2 separate regions of the Anser cygnoides genome follow, and region 2 is linked to region 1. Evidence: chromatin contacts called from public Hi-C data. All regions are on one chromosome and are shown on one strand. The core of a region is the stretch at or near the end of the contact, and the rest is flanking DNA. Distances in the headings are between cores, read along the strand shown.

Region 1 (5,932 bases), core at 1,672-4,171:
GCTTAGAAACTTGATATAGCTAGGATTATGAATAGTAATAGTAATTTTTGCCTTAACATTAATTTCATTTTAAGTATATGGTGATCTTAAGGAATAAAAGATCACAAAACAGTAAACCAAACCCTATTTGAAGTCCTTAGATACAATAGAAGGCATGCAATATAAGTAGAAATAAGATAATTTATTAATATTTTGATATCTCCTGAAGAGCTTACCAAAATACATCACCCCTTCCATCAGTCTTAGAACACTAATTCTCCAGTACGCATCCAGAAAGTGATAACATAACTCCAAAAAATTGCTAAGATGCACCATGAGAGAAGAGGGAAGTTGTGGCTTTCCCATCTTTTGTACCCCATATCCAGAAACATACAGCCTAAGAATACACTTTCAGGAGTCACTCATCCAAATTAAGTGAGGGCCAATGCCAGAAGCAGCAGTACCCCTCTTCAGCCCGCATTTTTCCCCTTTTCCAATGTTTGATTTAATGATCCTATTACCACAGAGGAACCTGTATCACAACATCCCTCCCAACAAATTATGATGTTGTCAGATCTGATGACAGCCTCACTTCCCGTAATCTCACATGGTAGCTAAAGCTGACCCAACAGGTGGGTTCTGGGAGAGACTGGGAGTAGAGCTCTAAGCAGCATCCAGTAATTACATCAAATTCAGTGTCTCTCATAGTCTTGCACTTCGTTCATACAAACATACACGTTGGCTGAACTAACTTAGGCAATGTACTCCTGTCTCAAATACCTGGCACAATTTATCTGCTTAGAAATTCCTGTGTGTAACTTTAGGTCAGGAGTAAAAATGTCACGTGCCTCAGTAGCCTGACTGCAACCTGTTTCATGCAATGGGATTTCTGAGACTGACCTTTTAGGCTCAAATAACCATTTCACATTATCTGAAACCTGCTGAAACTGGGATTGACTTTAATGGGAGTTGGATCAAGGCCTAAACACGCAGCATGGAAATGAGCACAAAAATGTATTTGCAAAGAGAAAACAGAGTTGCTGTCCACACAAGTAAAAAGATAAAATTATACCTTGAAAAAAACTAAATATAGCATTTGTTACAATTTAACCTACCATTGCACCTTAATACAATGCTTCTGGAATTGCATTCATTCGCTTATAAGAACTCTGTCCTGGCACAGGACATTTGATACTGAACTTTTGCTCACCTATAAACAATGAAGTCAAAATGAAAGCTTAATTTTATCTAAAGAAACTTGAGTTATAATTTTTTTCAATGTGAATTAGCAAGGTAGAGCACCATGGCAACCATCCACTATTGCCACAGGAATTCACCATAGTAATTAGATATTCCTGAGGGCAAAAATACTGCAAGCCTGAGCAATACCATTTCTTTCCCCAAATCATATCAGAGAGTAGCATTTCTACTTTTTAACTTTAATTATGTATCGCTCTGGTTCATCAGCATAACTAAACACACCAAAGCAGAATCTGAATCTCAGTTGAACTTAATATCTAGTCCTGTCAAGTAATGACACTGAAAACTTTTAAGTTTCTTATATGCTTTCATACAGTATTCCTTCTTGTACTTGGCTTATGTGGAACAAAAGCAATACCTGCAGGATTGTTAATAGTCTCACCTTAATTTACATGTTTCCTAAACCACTTCAGCTTATGCATATGAGTTTATGAAATGACTGCATGAATATGTGAGCAGTAATAGCTTTCAGCTGAAGAGAAGCATTTAAACATGCCTTGAGCAGAAGAAAGAGCAGTCAAGTTGGTTTTCAGGCTGACAGATGAGGTTTTATCACTGTTGTAAATGGTACAAAAACTGAAAAAACTGGTAGATCAGAAGACTGCCAAGGAGCTTCTGCTGGTGCACCCATTTAGGATAACTGTTTCCACATATGCTAGAATAATGCTCCTTTTTTTTTTTCTCTAAGGTGACCTTCCTTTTTTTTTTCTTGGCTTGGTCTTCCAGTTGACATGAAACTATGTTTCACTTTTTACATTTAGAACAACAACAACAACAACAACAAACGGAAACAAATAAACATTCAGACTCACAAAGATGATCACACATCTGTCCACTACAGATAATCTGGGAACACACTTATCTCATGTAGGATACCTGCAACACATTATGTAAACGAAAAATGCCTCAGTACAAGAAGCCAGTAAAATCAAAAGTGAACTATCATCCTATCAAAGCCTCATGTGAGCCTCTGTTTCTGCAGAATCACTACTCCAGGTTGAGGCAAGGTCTGCTCGCTATCCAGTATGTAATAACCAATAACTACTTATTAACCACCATGCACTTTGGGCCCATTCCTTGTCTCATTACTAAATGACTCAACAGAAATTTTAACTAAGACAGACACTGGAAACTAGAAAGCAGGTGGCGAAAAGGAGGATCCAGCTGTCTGAACCTCTAATAGTTGTTGCTCTTAGCTTACAGGGCCTACCATTTTCAAAGGGGCTTTGTCATTTGAAGCCTTATCATGTGGCAGCCCCAGCACCAAAAGATGTATAATTTTATTTATGTTTAAAAAGAACAAAGGAGAGTTCCTGCAAAGAGTAACCTTTGTTGAAGTTTACTACTGGATTCTTTATAAATGGATAATGGATTCTTTTTAAATGGAGAATTTATTTTACTAATCTAAAGCAGGAAGAAGGCGGGGACTGCTGCCGACCGCGCGGGCGGCTCAGGGGACGGGACACGGAGACGGGAGGTGACGGGAGGTGAGGGGACACGGCACGGCCCCCACGGGTCAGGCCAGGCCAGGCTGCGCCGGGCACGGGGGGGGCTTTCTCCTCCCCGCCAGCAACACCAGAGCTGGCACCGCTCGGCGGAGGCGGCGCTGATGGAACATGGCGGGGGGGCGGGAGCCCCACACAGCCACCGCCCGGCCCGCCCCGCCATGTCCTGACAGGAACCCGCGGCCCCGCCCCGCTGCGGCCGTTCCTCGGGGCGGCTCCGGCGGGGGCGGCGCGGGTTGGGCGGCGGGGCCGTCGCTCAGCGCCCGGCACTTGAGCGGCGCCGGAGAGCCCGGAACCTGCGGGGCGCGTGGCGGCGGCTGTGGCCGGGACCGGGCCGGACAGGACCGCACCGGTAAGGGATGGGGTCGGAGGCACCGCTTCGGCCGCCTCCGGGTGAGCCGCGGGGGCTCCGGTGGGCCTGGAGGAAGTGCTGCTTCTGGCACTGCGCCGCTCGAGGCGGGTGGGAGCGGCTCCTACTTCATGGGCTGCAGCCCGGCGCCTTAATTAGCACCGCCCGGCATCCTAATTAGCACCGCCACCGCTTTCTAACGCGGGCGGTGGCTGGGGCGGGCGCTGGGGCTGTGGGTGCTGGTCCAGGGATCCAGCAGTGTGCTCAGGACCCCGTCGGTGTTACCCGGCCCCAGGCAGAGAGGTATCTGTATGGCACTGGGGGGATCTGCTGCTGGGGAAGGGACGGAAAAATCCAGCAGTGTGCAGCCAGCCGCTGTGAGCAGGGTCAGTCAGTTTAACATGCTATTCCTGTAAGGTTTTTCGATCAAGAACAGGAAAGTTGTCAGGTTTCGGATTGTACCTGGCTCAGAAGGGTGGGACGGGAGAGAAGCAGCAGAGTGGGGAATGGCCTGGACAAGGCTGACAAATAAGGTTTGTCTGGTGCTGCTGCTGTTCTTTGGTTCCTCATGGCTTTTTTCTGGTGGTGTTCTCTGTGCAGCACAACAATAGGTGGTGATGGGAGAGGTCCTCGTCCCAGGAGACCACAGGCAAGCGCCAAGCCATGAACTGGCACTGGCTTTGCCATCTGCTCTCCTGATAGCAGCAGTGAAATTAGGCGGTGTCCTTGCCTGTCCTCGCAGGTTTCCCGGTGTCAAAGTGGTGGGTTCCTTGGTGGAACGGCCTGTCTGCTCTCTTCTCTTGTGGGGCAGGGGTGGTATGCTTTGCTTTTGTTTCCCAGATAGAATTTTAGTCGAGTCCTTGGGTTGGAGCAGTAGGCCTTCTGATTACAGTAGCTCAAGTTTGTTTTTAGCTTCTGCTGATTTCTTGGAACATTTTTATTTATGCAACTGGCTGGATGGCCTTCTTGCTGTTTCACAAAGTGCACTGCTTAAAACAAACAAAAAACAGTATTGCAGTAGTACATAGATAGCATCGTTGGACTGGGACCTGGAGTACCTTGTGTTGAAGGCAATGTGCAAGTGGTTCAGAGCTCTGAGAAAACTATATTGTTCAAACAGGCTGCCAGTGTAATCTTCTGGGAGTAATTGTACTTGTGGTGCTACAATACAGTTAGCTTTTAAGTCCTTGGGGCAAAGCTCTGTTGTGAATTAAGCACCTAGTTGTACTTAGTAGACTGCCTCTCACAGCTTGAATACCTTATTTAAAGGAGGAAGCAATATGATGGACCTTCCCCATGGCAGCTGAAGAACCTCATCTGTTCAAGTGCCCAAGGTTTCAGTGCTCTTCACAGCTGCTTATTTTAACTGCACTCCAAATGAACATGCCTAACTGTAAACCTGTAAAAGTCATCAATGCAGCTGTGGTATAACTTTCCCTTTGTCCAAGTGCACAGTGCCGTGATAAATCCATTAATTGACCAGTAGTCCAGTCGGACTTCAGCTGTGTAGAAATCCTACCGGTGTTAAGACCTGGCAGGTACAAAAAAAGAATCAAGCTTATAAGCTGGAACAGAATTGGAAAGGTAAGCTAGCTTGCTCTAGATGTGAAGCTCGTGGCAATTTATATAAAATGTTAATCTGTCTGCTACATCTTTCAGTTCTGTGGGATTTGAGTACTTACACTCTTGGCTCTGATATTTAGAAGACACATTTTGCTATTTAGAATGAATTTGGAGTAAAGCTGTACTCTAGCAGACATCTTAAAAGTTGTCCATTAATTGCCATGTAGATCCAACAAGTCTGAGATACTTGCCTTCTGTGTCTTGTTAGACAAGGCTTTCCACTGAACAGTGTAAGTTTCTTGTAACGTTGCAATTACGTCTTAACCATGCCATAATAACAAAAAAGCATGCTTCGTAAATAAAAATTAGCTTTTCTGATGGGTTAGTTGGTAAGAGGAGTCATATCCTAAGTTAAATTCACCAAGGTTGTCATTAAGTAATGGAAATTGTATCATTTCTAAGATGCCTCTGTCCGTAGCAGTCTTTTCTGCAAAAAAGTTCTGAATGTTTCTGTGACCTCTAGACTTTCTTTGTATTGCCGTATGGAAAGGTTCTTGTGAAACTTGTCTTACACCTTTCCAATTTTTATATTCCAGACTATAAGGACATTCTGCTTGACTGAAGGAAGTTGTTCAATTTGTGGAGTGACATATGATGTCAAGAACTGTATCATCCTGGATCTTAAGCTCGGCAAGAAACAGCATTGTTTTACAACGAAAAGGACGTTTGTACTCCATATGCATCCCAAATAGACAGAAAATAAAATGGAAGCTTATTTTCTCCAAAACACTTCTCTACCCTGCTGCAAGCTGCAGCTTAGACAATATCTTCTCCGTAAAAAAAGCATTCAGACACACCTCCACTGAAGAAGAACAATTCTCTTTCCAGTTGTCTCCATCACAAATCAATGATATTCTCAGAGCAGGTGAGTTATCCCATAAAATATTGGATTTGAATTGTAAAAACACGAATTCTGTGTTGAGATTTGAAAGTAACCAGCTGGCATCCAATACCCCTATTGAAGACCGCAGAAGTGCAGCCACTTGCTTGCAGACCAGAGGCATGATGTTTGGTGTCTTTGATGGTCATGCAGGTTCTGCGTGCGCTCAGGCAGTAAGTGAGAGACTCCTTCATTATATAGCAGTTTCTCTCATGTCTCGGCAAGCACTGGAAGAGATCGAGCTTGCTGTGGAGTGCATGAAACCAGTTATGCCTATTCTGCAGTTGCACAAGCATCCAAATGATGTGGAGTACCGAGAGATAACTTCACAGTACT
Region 2 (5,932 bases), core at 2,489-4,988, 130 kb after region 1:
TGCACAGGTCACAGGCCTTCATTACTAGCACTGGAGAGAGATTCATTTACCATAATTATTCCAGTGCTCTTACCAGTTGATATGCTCATGGACTGCCAAGAACAAGTCTTAACACATCATTTCAGTGCAAAGATCTTCTATGCCATGTCATGTTGCTTCCTATGTCTGACCCCTAGGCTGCTCCAGATATCCCAGCCATATTCCTGACCATACTGCTACCTCCCAGCAGCATTATGCAGCACAGTAGATCCTACAGGGATGTCCACACATTTGCCCACCCCACCCCACCCTTTCTTTAATCTGTATCTCTGGAATAATTTAAGATCATTCCCAGCTAGTCTAGTCATGTCTTACAGTAACTACCTGGACATCCCTTCTTTCTGAATGACTTTATTGGAATAAATAGGGTGGGGTTTCCTATGTCGTTCTGCCCACGTTCTGTTGCCAGTCAGAATTCAGGAGATCAGGTTAGACTGTTAGCATAACTGCTGTTTTGGTAAGTGAGAATTCCTGGTAAGAATCTGTCCATTGTCCTTTGTTTTAGCTAAAGTGTTTTGTGAAGGGAATATAATCTCAAAGTAGTCTTGAAAGATTTTAATTGTACACATAGTTCCCCTGAGGGGCTGTACCCTTCCCTTTAAAAGGAGACAAACAGGCAGCATTGTATGTATATGTACAGAATATATGCTTGTGTTGTACGCTGCATGCAGACATGTGCAGTGGAACTGACTTTTTACATACAGGCACAGCACTAAAATAACTTACACTGGAAAATGTGAAGAGATTTTATTCCAATCTGCTTAGGGGTGAGTGCTCTGAAAATCTGTCCCATCCCAGAAATATTCTGGTGAGAGATTACCATGTGCTAAAGAGAAAGTGGTACAGCTGTGAAAGCTCTAGCTTCATAGACTATAGCTCTAAGTTTTACATGTTCCAGCTTCATTTAGTCTTCATCGGGGATGAGTTTTAAAAAAATAAAAATAAACTGACCCTGTTTTAAATGCATGTTTAAACATTTCTACCCTACATACTTGAAGCAAAATGTGTTTCTGAGCTCTTTTTTTTTTTTTAATTGTGGGCCTATAAATGTGGTATTTGTCTCTATTTTTCTGTTATTGAAATCAAGACAGGTAGCAATGCATTAATGTATAAAGAGGCAAATGTCATCATATGGCAGGATTTTTCTGGCTTGGTCCCTGACTTGTGCATTGCTCACTGATTGAGGGTAAGCTGCAAAATATTCTTTCTTAAAATTAAATGCAAAGCAGACTTCAAAAATTCCACTTGCCAGGTACATAGCACTGTCTCCAGATTCCCAAATTTAGTAGTCTATATCACTAGAGTAAGGATTTCCGCATTTGCAGAGATATGTCCTGTTTGTAGATCCATACAAAGGTCTGTAGCCAAGGTGGTAAAGATCTAAAATCCCATTTGTTTATTTTGTCATGTAAATCAGGTCATCACAGTTCACAGATAGCATTTTGCACTGGTAGTAATTTCCGGATGGCTGCTACCTTTGGCCTTCAAGTTGTATATCTCTGGGACCATGGATGGGATATGAGCTGAGACAGTTTGCAGGATGGGTACTTGAGCAAGGAAGAGTAGAACAATGAAAGATTGAAGAGTAAATCTTGGAAAATAGAATCGTAAATGAAGGGTGAATATAAAGGGAAAGCAAATTGTAAAGGGCAGGCTTTTAGAAAACCAGAAAGAGCAGAAGATAGAAAATAAATTATTTATGGAAATTCGTAAGATTTGTTTCAGCAAAAGGAAAGAGCAATGAGCAGATTGCACTGTGTTTGGCTTTGTAGCAATGGACTCCTCCTGTAGTTTGTGGGTTACAAGTAGTTGAGGCATGCATGCTCTTCAGGATGGAAGCCAAGTGTTGCAAGCAGGGATTCTTGTAGCTTCACCTTGCACTGAAACAGTTTACCCATGCTAGGAACCAAAGCAGTCCAAGGACATTCTGAGAGAACATGCAACAGTATTCAACCAGGCAAACAGGAGAGCAGAGTTTACTACTACAGAGTACTCCTGCCCTTTGCTTCCAGGAAACCTTTATCACACAAATAAGGTAGGAGGTAGTTTATGCTAAAGTCCATTACTTGCAGTCCAGGTGTCTGTTTCCATTCATTGCCTTTAACGGTGCATATGTGGATCAATACAGTACGGACTTTACGTTCATAACAGTACAGACTAATGCCAGCCCAGTTTTCATGGCATGAACTTTACTCTTGAGAAACAATACAGGAAAAAAAGACTCTCAAAGGACATTTATAAAACTGTAAAAATTCTACAATGAAGTTACAGTCCACATTATTTACTTAGAAGCTCAAATGTGTTATCCCATTTGCCAGTGTATACTTGCACTAACCCTACATTCCGAAACAGCTGATAAGCCATCTAGCATTGGCATTAACAGTGTAGCGGCTGCATCACAGAGCTGCTGTAGTACAGAGGGCAAAAGTCTTCTGATAACGGAGTAAATGCTTAGGATAATTAGTATGCATTGAATATACACATCTGAAACAAGCTGCCAATAGTTTGCACCCTGAGCAGTCCAGTTTAAAGTTGCCTGGATTTACCTACATGAGCTGTGAATCACACCTGTCCAGACCAACTTAGATACTAGAGTAAAGCATCTCTTCAGAGTGCCTGAACACAGCCTGAGCACACAGGACCACTACACGCTTAACATACGTGCTCAACTAATGTAATGACTGTGGGTCTTAGGACACACGTAGCTGAAACAAAGGTACGGGCACTAAGATAATGTTTAGAAATGCTGTCTCAGACAACTGAGAATTATGATGCCATAGAATTACAAAATAGGCTTTCTGGAACAAGAGCTACTGACTCTTGCCAAAAAAAAAAAAAAAAAAAAAAAGCAAAGCAAGGAAACATAGAACAAACACAACCACCTAGTTACATAGTAGATAATCTCTTTTACTGATAATTTCTTTTATTTCTATTCATCTATGTCTTGCCTTTTTTTCATATCACACCTGGGTGACAGGCATGAGTTCACATGGAAGTCTCTAAACGCTCCTGATTTCTTCATAGGGATTAAATGTGTGGTTACTACCCAAATCCTTTAATATTGCTCCCATAGTACAATAGTTGAGAAAGCCTCTCTTTAGTATTGCAAAACTCTTTTATTTTGAGATAAAAGACAAACATTCCTGAATGCACAGGACTGAGTGGTAGGTGGAGTATCCACCTTGCAGGAAAAGCTGAGATTTTTCCAGTATTGGTTTTGTCAAAAAATATCCCTTTGTGAGATGAAAAATCTTCCAATTTTTACTTCAGCAAAGGCACTTTTTTCAGGATTATTGTTTTGGATTTTGGTCTTTGTGGATATGCTGTGTGTTACATGTATCGAAATGAAGCAATTACATACAAGTAAAGTAAAGCAAGTAAATGTAATAAGATTATAGGGTAGTTTTCCTGGTTCTTCAGTGTGTAGTGGGAGATTAAGTCCTAATTTTTCAAAGATGGTAGTGTTATTGTAGCAGGAAGAATCTCCTGATGTTATGAGGACTATTTACAATGTTTTTTAAAGCAAATAGTTGAGGCCTGATATTCCATGAATAAGATTTATAAGAAGCCGTGGGCAGCTAGTATGAAACTTGTGGAGACATTCTTGATATAGGTCTCGCTGTTCCCATATACAGACAAGCTGCTGTGCACTCCCCTTGAAGGGAGTGGCTTACAGTCAGGGCAGTTGCTCAGGCTGGCCACAGTTGGTTTGGTTTCACAGCTTGAGAAATGCTTTAACTAATCAGTGTTTGTCTTGCGTAACAGTTATACTTCACAGAGTATTAAAGGCAATACACTGAGGAGGTGAATGTGTGACTAGCATGCAAAATGGCAACTGAAAAGAACATGCTGCTGTCCTTAATTCTCACTGCTGGGATTACAGCACTTGTAGCTACTGGTAAGCTTCAGAAATGTTTTTCACTGTTCCCTTCTGGGAGGAGACTACCTATGGGAATCTCAGCCTTATCTGAGGACCTGGGCGCTCAAACTTGCTGCACAGAAATTAGGTCTGAATAGCAAATAGTTCTTCATTTCTTCTTTGTAATCTATTTTCAGGCATTTGTCTTTGTTGTTGTTGTTTTTACAACTAGTAAAATTAAATTCCTCTTGCAAAATTTTGTCTGCTGAGTCAGAAAAGACCAAAATGTGCCATGTTTTTAATTAGATACTGAGAATTTTCACAGTGATATTAAAATAAATCTTACCTAAATATTTACACCATTTGTATATGCCAGACTGTTTTTAGGTATATTAGAAGTTTTTTTCTTTTGTCTGTATCTACTATCGAGAGTCCCAAATATATATTGTGCATTCACAGATCCATATATTAAAAAGGAAATGCCTTTTCTTAATGAGTGTAGTCTATTGAACTTTTAACAACTTGGATCAAATGGATTATGATCTACACACAATTACTAATGTGTGTGCATAGTAAGAAAATATATATGATATACCTGAGGGAGATTATACATACAAACACAGTCAGAATGAAGGCTGAAATGATGTCATCCATACTGATAGAGTTTGTTGAAGCCTTATGTTTGAAAATAAGTTGTTTAGGCAAAAAAAAAAAAAATATATATATTTAGGTAGGTAAATTTCTTAGAAATTTTTCAATTACTAACCAATAGGCCACTCAATTATCTGAATTTTGTGTACACATCCCCCAGGACGAAAAGCAGAACAACCAGAAGTGGTGACCAACTATGGGAGTGTCCGAGGGTACCAAGTCAAAGTAAATGCAGCTGAGAGGAGTGTAAATGTCTTTCTGGGACTTCCTTTTGCTAAGCCTCCTGTTGGACCATTAAGGTTTTCTGAACCCCAGCCACCTGAGCCATGGAAGGGTGTCAGAGATGCTGCTTCCTACCCACCGATGTAAGACGATGAGAAAAACATTTGTCTTTGTCATGATTTTATATTACACGCAGTTCAAGGACACTGATAAGCAAGATGGTCAAAATCCACAAAGATAAATTTCTTGGTGTCATCTCACTACCACCTGCAATTGTTACAATGAATGCATTTCTAAAGATATCTTTATAAGCTGCTCTTTTTATTAAAAAGTGCTGTCTAATGGGCATCAGCGATGAACTAATATGGATCATCACTTGATCAATTATGTTTTATTTTGGGAGCATTTGGCCATTACATAACAATGTTTATAAACTGTGTAACTTTGGAGCAGAACCAGAAAGAAGCTGAAGAAATGCTGGAATAAAATACTGGAAGAAAAGAATGTCCAATGAATCACATGCTTAATAGAACATCTAAGAAACAGACCAGTTCTAGACTATATTATAAATATCTTATTCCACTTGTACTAGCGCCCTTCTTGGAGTGACTCAAGCCTGATATCTATAATTGCAATACAAAAAAACTATTGCAGATGTAAAATAATTACTTTGCATTTTCATTTAAGTAATTTATAGCCATATCCATTTGCAGGTATATTTCTGTAATATTTCGAAACATGCAAAATTATATCTGCCTGTCACTATGTACTGCTGTAGACCGTGACTCCTTTTTACAGAGCTTACTAACACCAAGTCAATGGAAGAAAATATATTAACGGTGAAAAAACATTTTATGTTTTCTGTTTCCAGCAATCTAGAAATGTACTAGAGATAGGTTTCTGATTCGTACTTGAAGTACATAAAAGCTACGCTTTGTACCACTGAGGTTTTAGTTATTTCTGTTGGTTTTTTTTATTTTATTCAGGTGTCTACAGGACAAAGTAAGAGGACAGTATTTTTCAGATGCTATTACTAATAGAAAAGAAAAAGTTCGTCTCCAAATGTCTGAAGATTGCTTATATCTGAATGTATACACACCTGTTTCTACAGAAGAACATGAGAAGTTGCCTGTAAGCAAAATCATTGTAAAACCTCTAGCA

What was found. A called contact is a pair of places that touch in the nucleus more often than the background predicts.
Region 2: a contact with region 1 is called in a Hi-C map of liver, with 2.3 times the contacts expected there. The contact joins the promoter of LOC106033238 here to the promoter of PDP2 in region 1. A contact is called at or near these places in 3 of 7 Hi-C or Micro-C datasets (all in liver).

The regions. Positions count from the first base shown.
Region 1 is chr12:9,838,971-9,844,902 of Taihu_goose_T2T_genome, forward strand. It overlaps PDP2 (pyruvate dehydrogenase phosphatase catalytic subunit 2), which reads left to right and starts at 2,922. Exons shown (of 2, transcript XM_048068799.2): 1 at 2,922-3,096; 2 at 5,253-5,932. The coding sequence starts at 5,308.
Region 2 is chr12:9,970,595-9,976,526 of Taihu_goose_T2T_genome, forward strand. LOC106033238 (fatty acyl-CoA hydrolase precursor, medium chain) reads left to right here and starts at 3,739. Exons shown (of 14, transcript XM_013176626.3): 1 at 3,739-3,937; 2 at 4,710-4,914; 3 at 5,758-5,902. The coding sequence starts at 3,868.